Linked DNA regions of Bicyclus anynana: region 1 is linked to region 2. Evidence: chromatin contacts called from public Hi-C data. All regions are on one chromosome and are shown on one strand. The core of a region is the stretch at or near the end of the contact, and the rest is flanking DNA. Distances in the headings are between cores, read along the strand shown. Region 1 overlaps LOC112049170. Region 2 overlaps LOC112049170.

The links. A called contact is a pair of places that touch in the nucleus more often than the background predicts.
Region 1: a contact with region 2 is called in a Hi-C map of whole larva, with 2.5 times the contacts expected there. The contact joins two enhancer-like sites. A contact is called at or near these places in 2 of 2 Hi-C or Micro-C datasets (whole body and whole larva).

Annotation. Positions count from the first base shown.
Region 1 is chr4:18,848,616-18,851,708 of ilBicAnyn1.1, forward strand. The region is part of intron 3 of LOC112049170; the gene reads left to right. Among protein-coding and RNA genes, the nearest start is that of LOC112049171, 41 kb to the right of the region's middle. Within about 2 kb of position 1,621, at least 7 of the 8 cell types and tissues checked have open chromatin away from gene starts, as enhancers often do.
Region 2 is chr4:18,793,935-18,797,258 of ilBicAnyn1.1, forward strand. All of the region lies in intron 1 of LOC112049170, which reads left to right. Among protein-coding and RNA genes, the nearest start is that of LOC112049170, 8.7 kb to the left of the region's middle. Within about 2 kb of position 1,372, at least 7 of the 8 cell types and tissues checked have open chromatin away from gene starts, as enhancers often do.

The sequences.
Region 1 (3,093 bases), core at 371-2,870, 55 kb after region 2:
TATTTATTAATCACAAGGATATTATGAAGATAAGATTTGCCCTTTACAGTATGTTAATTACTTAAATAGTTTCGGAGATAATATAAAATTTCTAAAAGACGCAGAAATTCCGCTATATGACGCCCGGCGCTTTCATTTACGTAGTTCCCGTTCCCGTGTGAATATGAGGATCAAACATAGCCTATGACACTTGCAAATAACGTAGCTTTCTATTGGTAACATAATTTTCCAAATCGGTCCAGTAGATCCAGAGATTACCTCCTACAACCACACGAACTTTACCTCTTTATATTATTAGCATAGAAGTCTCTATTTCTCTTGGTCATACCACCACTCTCGAAGGACTGGACCGATTTTGCTAAGGGTAATGAGTAAGATAGAGAAGTTACAGGGTAGGGTAGGGTACGGGTAGGGAAGCGTAGGGGTAGTGTAGGGGTAGAGTAGGTTTAGGGCCGGGTTTAGGGTAGTAGTAGGGTAGGGGTAGAGGTAGGGTAGTGGTGGGGTAGAGGTACGGGTAGGATAGTTAAGTGGTAGAGTAGTGGTAGGATAGGCGTGAGATAGGGGTACGGGTAGGATAGGAAAGGGATAGGGTACTGGGAGGGTAGGGGTAGGATGGGGGTAGGGTAGGGGTAGTGTGGGGGTAGGGGTAGGGTAGGGTAGTGTAGGGGTAGGGTAGATGTAGGGGTTGGGTAGGGTAGGGTTGGGGTAGTGGTAGGGTAGGGGTAGGGTAGGGTAGGGGTAGTAGTAAAGTTGACATCGAAATTTACGCGGACGAAGTCGCGGGCGTCCGCTAGTGTATTCTAAATTGGTTAGGATATGATCTGGTATTCGACTGCAGCAATTCAGCGTTTCTGGATGATGTCATATCAAACCAGCTAAAGGTAGACATCAATCATCTTAGATTGCATCGTCACTTAACACGAGATGAGATTGTAGTCAACCAGTCTATAAAATGAAGTTGAAAAATAAAAGATTTTTCGAGTAAACCATATATTATTGAGAGTTAATGATAAATTGTACGTAAATAGCATATAAGATTTCCTCATCTATAATTTCAGCACAGTGATGCGTGACGCGAATCGACCTTGAGGCTGCGTGGGCTCGGCTGACTCACTGACTCACTGATGATGCCTCCAGCTTTGTCTGCCCACGGACGGTGCTAAGCATCACCTATACGGTTGCACAACTTCTGTGTATTGTAATCATTAAGACTTGCTATTGTTGGAGATTAAGCTAATATTTTCAATCACCGTTACTCATGGAATCATATTCCTTTACTTTACCCACACTATCACTATCAGATATTATATCAACATAAGCAGATAGCTTAACGTTCTCTCTAAGACACGGGAGTGTAACACCGTTAACTCCGGACTGCTACCGAGAATTTCTTGGAAGTCGGAAAGTCTTAATATTTTATAGCCAAACCCAGGAAGGAGCCTTAGTAAAAATCCACACAGGCTAACTTCTGGACTGGCGACGCTGTTTATTGATTTGAATAAATCTCAATAAAAGACGTGGTAATTAAAAACAATAGCATGACGATTTGATGGAGTAGACGTGAATATAATGAGCGCGTGTGTTGCGGTGCCGGGGAATGCGAGACGCGTGTAGCAGACCGCCGGCGAGACTCGGCGACAGAACCTGAGGCGGATCCGATCACACCGCAGCGGCGGATCGGCTTACTGACCAATACTTGCGAAACGTTACGAAAGTCGGATCGATTTTCGTTTCGATACAGATCGCGGAGCATTATCGAAACGAGAGATGATAAAGTGACGTTCAAACATCTAGTACCAAATCAAAGCAAACCAAAGTTTCATTTTTTCTAGTGTACCTAGTAAGTCCTTTAGTCATTTCATTCGAAGCCGTTTACATTTTAATTTAAAATTCAGTCACTGATGCAGGGTTTTGAAACAGTTGAATAGGGATGATGAGAGTTTTTTAAATTTCATATAAATTAAGAATACGCTAATAGTAGAGCAATTTTGTAAAAGTAACAAGGTATCTGCGATCATTACTTTCGGAGCTACAGGGATTTAAAGGGTCAGATTTGCGGCGCTGCCGCGGATCCCTGATAACGCCCCATACAAAATGGTACGAACTTATGACATCGTAGGCAATTAATGATCGTTAGATTTGTATGGGTGTTTAAACAAAATAACTAATATCTTTGTTATTTCTGCGTTTATGTTTATAGTGTAGTGTATGTAAAAATGTCACATTTAATGTAAGAAAGCTAAAACTGTATGAATTTTCATCTAATTACGATAAAATATTTTTAGTAGATTTTGAAATTTTATAATCTTATTTATTTTGCAAATATATATCTTTGCTTTTTATGTATAAATTAGTTAACATTGACCTTATTTACCCAAATGTATCATAAAAATCAATATATTCAAACCCAGTCATCATCCCCATTCGTCCTACAATATAAAATAATAAGTCCATTTGAATATTCCATAAAGCGCATTTGCAATAAGTGAAATATTTTATTTGGAATAAATTTTGTACTGAGATAAATCAGCATCCAATCAGTCAATTAATCTGCTAATGGCATAATCCACGTTCCACCATGAATTAGTGAGACATAATCATGTTTAATGCTCGGCACTTTACCCGCGTAACCCGCGTATTGAGTGATTGTCATTTTGCATAATGTATTACCATAAATGGACATTTGATGGACAGAGAATATAGTCATAATAAATTGCTAGTTTATTATTAATACAGGAAAATCATCTTAATTTATTTTATTTAAATAAATTGGATTTACCTATACGTATATTGCGACTTTCTTAATTAATTATAAGGGAAATTTAAAATTTGCCGTAGGTAGTAGCGATATCAGTCATTAATACCACGTTGTTTGTTACTCGTACATTGTACCAGAACTGTAGTTCAATCAGATGGCTATGTCCCATCAGCTTTCAGTGGACAATGTAAAGCGATACTGTTTACCTATTAGCTAAGCCGACCTTGAATAGCCCCAATGTTACTCGCTACTTATTGGTTAATGTGCTTTTTGTAGGGTTTCATAATGACCTTCGATGATTTATAATCTGTCCAATTTCGATCTTTTATTTGTGT
Region 2 (3,324 bases), core at 122-2,621:
TGTACCAGCGTGTACCGCGTAAACCGCTATTTTAGATCAGTGGCTGACAAATTCTGAAAGTGGCCCGACCCACAAGAACTTGACCCGGATAGTTTTTATCAGCGGGTTGCCCAACGTGGCTGATAGCGTCGCCGTGAGCGCAGCATGCTCGGAGTGCGATATCATTACCATTATCACCACTGCGCATCCTGTGGGTGTCAGTGCAGTAATCTGTCACGAATTTAATTGTGTTATCTATTTATCACAGACCTTTATATTTGAAGCTGTTCGCCGAAGTTGCTGTTTTATTGACGGAACAAGCCTGTCTATCTTATTAGATAGACAGGCTTGTTATAAGCTATTGCTTATAACAGAACAATAATTCGCATAGGGTTGATCCATTGGCCTGCTCCAGTCAGTTAAGTCTCATCTATCATGTGCCTGTAATTACACCGTCCCTTTATACCGGAACGGAACCCACCAGTGTTTCTTGGTGGCAGATAAAAACAGTGGTAGAGTTTCATAGAATAAACTATATAAGCTCGTTACTGAGACCAAGGGTAGAAAGTAGCCGCAACCGTAAAACAAGCCAGATTCAATTTAGAAATTATGAAATAAAAATGTAAAACTCGTTTGTTTTTCATCAAGTTGTTTCTACTTTAGGAAACTGTTCATTAAGTTTTTTGCTCGTTACTCAAGCCAGCAACATTTCCGCGAAAAATGTACTTTTAGATGTTTTATTTGTTCTGGGCACAAAAAATGCTGTTACAATATTTTAGGTTTAAATTGAAGGCGAATTTCTGATGGTTTTATTAAAACAACTAACGGAGATATACTCGTTAGATTTAGTAAAAACAAAGAAGTTACATAACTTGTAGGTTGTAGGAGAATAAACACTTCATGCTTTATGTGGTAGTTAGCAAGAGCGATATAGTAAACGACTACGCAATAGCGTTGTTTCCATTTCACAGAAATCGTGTGCCAAAGCAAAGGTCAAAGCTTAAAAATGCAATTTGGCAGAAATGCAAAATGAGAAATTTGGACGCTATCCGGCGTCGCCAAACTTTTCCAACTTGTTTTATTTTGACCTGTATATTTACGGTGTACCTATCTATTATAGACATTGGTCAAAGAATCTTTAATTTAATTCGACAGGATGCATATCCTCATCATGCATGCATCATTTCTCAGTAAAATGTATTAGATTATGAAAGATATTGCTTTAAAGTTGAATCTTTAAAAATAACTATGTTAGATAATTTTATTGTGTACCGACCTAGTATATTTATGAGTAACGAACAATAAAATTTACTGGCGTCAGACTTCATTTCGAAAGGGATTAATTTATTTACAGTACCGAGTACGTACATCAGGTTAGGCACACTACATTCGCAGATAGCAGGTTTTGAAGTACAATTAATTTCAAGTGGAGGACGTATAATGTACATTATCATTACACTATACTTGTTTTCGAGGAGACATTTCTCGCAAACAATCGAGCATTGGACACTTGGGTAAACTGGCAAAACACTCATTGTGACGCAGTGCAAACAACTCTTGAGGCATGTTTGTTGAACATTGTTTTTGCGACTGCATATGCTGTAGAACAATGTGTCGCTATCAAACGATGGACGTCTTATTTCATAACTAGCTTCTTATGCCGCATGCCGCTTGTTTACCACACTATAATCATCATCAAGTCAAGTACAAGCTCATCTATATTAGCTTTCTCCTCAATATTCTGTCTCTAAATTGTATATGTCAATTTAAAATTTTCCCGTGTGCAGTTGGATGATCTTTTCTTATTCAGATTCTTGGCACATTGCTTTGTCTTTAAACACGTTTTTAATATAGATTTATTAAATTGTATTTTTAAAACATGCATTTTATAATATGACACTGAATTTTCCTATAACTTCATCTCTTTTGCGTTCTTGATTTAATTAAACAAATGTGTGAGGTGGTTTTTACCGTACTGATGTACCTGTTGTAATAAAGCAGGAAAGATAACTCCACGATATTAAGAATAGATACAATGTTGGTATATTTTTTAGTTATTAGTTATAGTTTTCATAACACAAATATTATTATTTGTTTAAGGTCCTTTTCCTAGATTGTTCCATAACTATCTTCTACTAGTTTTTTTTTCCGGCCTGTAAATTATCTATACTAATATTATAAAGCTGAAGAGTTTGTTTGTTTGTTTGTTGGTTAGGCTATATATTATTCCCATATTCCTACGGGAACGGAAACCACGCGGGTGAAACCGCTCCGCGTCAGCTAGTACTTAATATAAATAATGATTCTCATTGCCATTTGATGATCCCACTAGGTATACCTTCCTTTCAATAAATAGGAACTGTTATAGAGAATATATTTATATATATATTTGAGGCAAGGCGTTAACTTCGCACGCCATGTTGAGACACAAAATAATGTACGATGTAAACGGATATCTAGGTATTATGTCCAAATTGTGTCCTTTGTAAATTAGGTATGAGTATGTAAAAAACGCGGAAACCAGTGTCAAGACTCGTCGAAAGAGTCGACATGACCTTGCCATTGTCTTGCGTTCGGTGGGCAGGCAGACACGGCGACGACACGACGGTCGGTCAAAGTCACTGCCAAGTGCCAACTTACCTTCGTCCTCCATTTTGATATGCTGCCGTACTTCTTAAAAAAAATATTTATTGTAAGTGAGTTTCAAATAGCACAAAACATACTAATCTAATGATAGAGTTCAGTTGAAATCAATAACTAAAATTAGTGGTAGTAACATCCTTTTCGTATTGATGAGGATGATATTACTATTAGACCTGTTATTGTAGTTTCGCACATTACAAGAACTTCCGATTGCGTTCGTCATAATTTATACACAATGATCTACGCTTACGTTTAAAACTGATGGAATATGTAATAGATAAAATAGACCCTGTCATAATACTGGAGCCTCTGCCTTTCTAAAATTCTAATGAATAAGTCATTATGTCTCTGTTGATAATGTTACGAAATCTGTCAGGTTGGCGTGATCAGGCACACTCGTATTTCGTGCCTGTCCACACCGCATGTAACCGAAGCGACGTGACAATTTATCCTATTGATCGCTCCAACGGCGTGCGGTGCCAACGTCCTTCCTTTAATGTGCTTGACAGATCATCAATTTGCCGACATTCGAGAATCGGACACATTGCTCTAGTACGTTCGCTATATTGCTGTATAATATATTTGGTTTTAGTGGATACGTCTCGATTCTATCATTATTTCATATATAGTATGGTGAAACACTCGTAACGAGCTCATGCTGTTTTTTTTAACTGAGCTCTAAATTCCTCTGTGACATTCAAA